2 separate regions of the Macaca mulatta genome follow, and region 2 is linked to region 1. The links are chromatin contacts, called in public Hi-C maps. All regions are on one chromosome and are shown on one strand. The core of a region is the stretch at or near the end of the contact, and the rest is flanking DNA. Distances in the headings are between cores, read along the strand shown.

Region 1 (2,650 bases), core at 58-2,557:
GGCAACCAGATAAGAGAATGGAAAAGGCTCAGTACCTTCTGTTACTAACACGGGAGAAAAATACGCATTCGAATTCCCAACTGTCAGAGCTGTTAGATGTTTCCTGGTAGTATATGGTTAACATATAAAATAATACTCTTTAAACAGATCGATATTGTGAAAACAACATATTTAATATCCTTTTCTTCTTTTAACTCAAAATATCGTTTTGGATCCTTTTTAAAAAAAGTCTGTTCCTTTCCTCTGACAATTTTAAGTTGATGGAGACTGAAACAAAACACTTTGTAAGTTGACATCTCCTTTTAAAAAAAGTTAATTTTTTCTTTCTCTTGTCTAAAAGACCAGCTATTTGGAGAAAGTTTTCCTGATGATTATAATTCTACCAAGTTTTGAACAACCAGCGAAGAAAAAAAAATATTTAAATGTATTTCCATTCTGCCCACATGACACACTGGCCCATTTGAGACATAAATTCTAAATGAAAGATTGGACTGAACAACATCCTCCACTTTAAGATATACAAGGCACCAAAACAAACACATCCAAAATCTATTTTTAGAGTGGTGTTTCACTCTTCCGGTTTTCTCTTTAAAACGAGATTTACTTGACCTATTTTCAAGTGTTTTTAGGGCACCCAGGCACTCTATACAAACAATACTTGCTAGTCATAAAACAGCAAAGCAAAAATCACAAATCCTGGTATTAGTGTGGGACATTTTCTCCATGTGTCCTTACGTGCCATGTCTTTTAAAAGTCTAAATATAGATTCACTGACTAAAATGTCCTAAGTCTTCCAAATTCTATAATTATATACTGGATTGAATGCCATCATACGTTCACATCCCATTTGAAAAGTACACACACGGGGTGGGGGTGATGCGCCCAGTACCTGAAACGTCAATCATACAAAGAACAAAGCGTTCCCTATCTTTGGGCTTTCTTCTCACCTCAGTTCTACATTGTTTCAATATTACAAAAATATTAAACAAAATGTTCAAAACTTGAGATATAAGTGCTCACTAAAATGGCACTTGTAGAAAAGAAATTAAAACGTATACCAAAATGATTAACGATAAAAAATTCTAGTTGCCAGGATGTGTGTGTAAACTTACAGTCCTGTAGGTTTTACCTGTGGAGAGGACGGTTCCTTCTCCACACTCTTAAAAACAATTTTACATTCTTTAGAAGCCTTCGCAAAATAAATAGCGACAACAATGGAAGACCGACACTCCTCTCATGGGATGGAGGGTAGGAAGAGAACTCCCCACCCAACAAACAGAACAAAGCAACAGTCTCAGCTTTCAAGATGCACAGAGGGTTTGGAGGCTCAAGGGATACTGTGAGATCTCTTAATTGTCCCGATGCTTCAACAGCCGTCAAAACAACTAACAATATGCAGCGCTGGGCTTCACTAGAACAAGGTGCAGGGATTGCTCTCTTCGTATTAGCCAAGACCAAGACACCGAGGAGGAGGAAAAAAAGGAGGAAGAGAGAGAAGAGAAAGCAGCAGCCAGAGACACTCCGGGAAAAGACAAAAATGCAGACTCTACGCCCTGGCTTCGATCTGACCCAAGGCCTAAACTGTCTGACCCCACACGGGAAACAGGGAGCAGGCTACTGTCGAAAAACCATCGCCGCCCCTACACCTCGAGGCCAGGAGGTCCCCGGGTAAAGGCCTGAAACCACGGCCCAGGGGGAGGAGAGGGACCCGCCTGCCACCCGAGGCAGCGACGCGGGCTCAGGCGGAAGAGGCTGCGCAGTAATGGCCGCTGCTCCGCCCCTCGCACCCGGACCGAGACCAGCTCCGGCCGTCACCTAGGGCAGGGGCTGCGGGGCCCTCGGGCAGCGCATGGGCTGTCACGGTCGTCTTGCCTGCCCCAGCAGCCAAGGCGGGGGTGGTGGAAAGGGCTGAGCTGTCCCATCCCGCCTCTGCGCGGACAGCCGGGGCCGCGCCAGCCCAAGGGCGTCCATCTACGTACCGGCCCCTGACCCCGCCGCCGCCCCTCTCAGGCCCCGAGCGCAAGGCCGACCCGGAGTACGCTGCGGCTGGAGGTGACACCGCGAGGTATGCCTCCTCTCCCCGAGTGAGGATCCTGGAGTGGCCGGCGTTCACCCTGCTCCCCCGAGAGGGCCTCGCTCCGACTCCCACCTCTCCGGCCACAGCTGCGGCCACCTCGCAGTCTTTTCTCTCTGGCCTCGGAGCCCGCAGCGGCCGGGAACGCGCGCGGCCGTCACGTGACCACTCGGCGCGTCACGGAGGCGGGGCCGCGCGGGGCGGAAGCCGTGCCGCGCACCCGCGAGCTGGCTCCGGCGTCTCCTTTTTCTGTCCCTGCATCGCTTCGCTGCCTTCCCGCACTCTCTTGCTTGTGGGGACCGGCGACTTCCCTGCTTGGATTCTTCTGGCTGCTTTAGAGTGTGCTTTGGTTGTATTAGGGCCCAGAGCCACTGAAAGAATGCAGTTCCAGCAGAGAGAGGTTTGGGGTGGAGGAAGTAAAACGTGTGTAGGCCCGGCAGGTGGTGCTGCTCAAAAATCCAGCTTTGCTATCCCGAGGAAGCCCTGGGGCGCCTAGCTGAGTTTCGGCTTGAAGATCCCTTAGCAAAAGTACTGCTTGTTCCACTTCAAGAAAAAAAAAAAAGGAGGGTCGTGGGC
Region 2 (2,650 bases), core at 63-2,562, 74 kb before region 1:
TTTCCCAGCCCTAACCCTGTGCTGCAAAAGCGAAAATTCCAAGCCAAGAACAGTAAGAGATCGCCCACCCGGGCTCACTCGCGACACTAGGGGGAGCGATACGGCTGCAGGAAAGGGGCAGCCTCGCGGCAGAGGCGGGATTTCCGGGGTCACGGGAACCGGCAGGGGAACAGGATAAAGTCCTCGGAGAAAGGAAAAGGAGCGTGGGATAGTAAAGGCGGCGACGCGAAAAGGAGGGGCTATACAGGAACGGAGGACAGGCGCGGAGGAGGTTCCCGGGGGGAGCAGAAACAAAGGCACGCAAAGCGGAAGAGCGTGTGTAAGGTAGCGGAAAAGGAAGTCACCGCCGCGGCCTGCGGGGCTACGAGGTCGTAAGGGCTGGCCTTAGCGCTTCAGTTTAGTGTTGTTAGTGGGAGAATCCTGAAATGTCGCCGTGGAATGGACTGTAGCGCTCGCTTCTCCAAACGTGTCCCAGACGGCGAGCCTCGCCGGCTCTGCGGCTTGTCTCTTGCAAGCGCCGCGCAGGCCTGCCACCTGCTGGACGTGGAGACGCGGTGCTAAGCGCCACGGGCCGACTGTACGCCGGGCGGGGAAGAAGGGCTGGGGGAAGAGATGAATCGGTCTTCGCAGAGCGCGCCGGGAGATCGCGAGATTACACTTTCAAAAGCATAAGGAGGCTTGCTTTCTACACACTAATTTCGGAGTACATTCGAGGCCCTGTGCTTAGTTAGGTAATGTTCCCTGTGACTTCTGTAATTGTCTTTTATGTATTAAATTGTCTTGCATAACTAAAACTTTTCCTGTATCGTGCCGCCAACTTTTCAAGAACGAAAGATGAGCAACTCCATTCTGGTAGAGGTGTTTTCATTGGAGAATTTTTGAGCTGCAGTAATCCTTTTAACGCTGCACACACATACAGGGGTTACACGTGTAGGGGATTAAAACCACAGTTAAGTTATAGGTTGAAGGGGCTGTTAAGGACTTCAGGCAACATCTAAATAAACACTCCGTTCTTTTCTCTGTTCCACATCTGGGAGCCTCCTGTATAGCACCTGTTGCTCTAGGTGCTAGAAGTACGCAGAGGAACTGGACAAGGGCAAGAAAAACAAAGGACCCCTTTCGAAGAACTAGCGTTCTGTTGGGAGAGACAAGCTTGTGGTGAGAAGTGTATTTGTGAAATCTACGAGGGCGGGGGAGGAGCGCAGTAATAAAACGGGTGATCCTTTCTTGATTTCTTATTGGGTTCTGGCCTGAAAGGCGACCGTATAATCAGCTGAGATTACTGCAGTGATTAACATTCCAGGAAGGGAAGCCAGCCTGTGAAGGAGCATGGCATTGAGACAGGGTGAGTGGTGAGATTAATAAACAGGATAGTTGGAGGTTTGATTTGTGGCCAGATTCTTAAGTCCCTGTATGGAATTTACGCTTAAGAAAATTATCGTTAGGCACTGCAAATACCCTCTTGCAGCTAAGACTAATTGGAAGACCTGGTTAAAAAACTAATTACAGCAAAGAGTGAGAGAGTGGTGATGAGAGATACAGATGTTGTGAGAGCAGACAATAAGGGGACTTTATGTAGTCCTATGTTAGAGGAGATGATTTGAAGTTACTCTGAGGAAGACAAAAATGTAACGGGAAGAGAGATCGCATATGCGAAAGCTTGAAATGGCGAAAAAATCAGAAGGATTTCAGGAACTGAAAGTTGTGCATTTTGCCTGTGTGAGGGAGAGTGTTGTGGGTGGCATGTAATGAACCTTGAAAGGTAGTTTATATTATGACAGCCTACAACCGAATCAGAACTTTTAAAAACAGGCGATATACAGACAGTCTGAAATCAAATGCTTCTGATTTCTATTGCGTGCTCTAGGCTAATTGTTTTCTAAGTATGAGTTTGCGTTAGTGTTCTGGATTTAGTGATTACAATATAAGGTGAAATAGGTAAGGGCTTTTAAGAGAAAATCTCACTTATTTCCTGTGCACTAAGGGGGAACAGATCACCTTTGCAGAACTTGAAAAAAAATGGAAAGTGCGACCTTTGAGCTCAGATGGGCTTTCTTTCCTCTTTTCAGTGGCTTGGTAGTGAGCTGCTCAGCTGCACCGAATCTTCTTTGTGGTGGGGCTGCGGGCTGCAACACATCCTGCTTGGCAAGTTTTAAACATAAGTTTTACCCCGAAGAAAGCTTATAAAATTGTAAATGCCTCAGAACCTTTTCATCTTCCTGTGATTCTGGAAGAAATCCAAAATACCAGTCGTTTAACTACATGCTTCTGCAGAACCTGAATCTTAAGCTCTGTTCACTTTGTACTATTAGATTCTATAGTAGATTAATAATGACTAACACCTTGTCATCTCATCGCTGAGCTTTTGTCTAAGATAGTCTCTGAATTTAGAACTGGGATGAAAGTATACATAATAGGCTATTATAAAATTTTTAGAATTGGATTTCTAAACTTGGGGTCAGTGAATCTAGCAGGCTCAAGCAGTGTTCTCAGGTTTTTCTGGCACAGACAAGGAATGTAAGAGGAGGAGAGAAAAGGAGAGACGGTAGTGGGAGAGAATAGAATGAGAGAAGAGAGAAAATATGGAATTAATAGTGAAAGGAAACGTGAAGTGTTATAAGATTTTCTTGGAAAAATTGGCATTTCAGTG

Evidence for each region. Hi-C and Micro-C count contacts between places; a contact is called where the count stands out from the background.
Region 2: a Hi-C map of prefrontal cortex shows a contact between it and region 1, with 6 times the contacts expected there. The contact joins the promoter of ECHDC1 here to the promoter of LOC106998157 in region 1. A contact is called at or near these places in 3 of 14 Hi-C or Micro-C datasets (fetal cortex germinal zone, liver and prefrontal cortex).

Annotation. Positions count from the first base shown.
Region 1 is chr4:32,275,821-32,278,470 of T2T-MMU8v2.0, reverse strand. LOC106998157 reads left to right here and starts at 1,307. Exons shown (of 6, transcript XM_078001031.1): 1 at 1,307-1,668; 2 at 1,820-2,650. The coding sequence starts at 1,307. The coding sequence ends at 2,570. It also overlaps a transcript of RNF146 not described here.
Region 2 is chr4:32,349,986-32,352,635 of T2T-MMU8v2.0, reverse strand. It overlaps ECHDC1 (ethylmalonyl-CoA decarboxylase 1), which reads left to right and starts at 1,312. Exons shown (of 6, transcript NM_001261505.1): 1 at 1,312-1,345. The coding sequence starts at 1,330.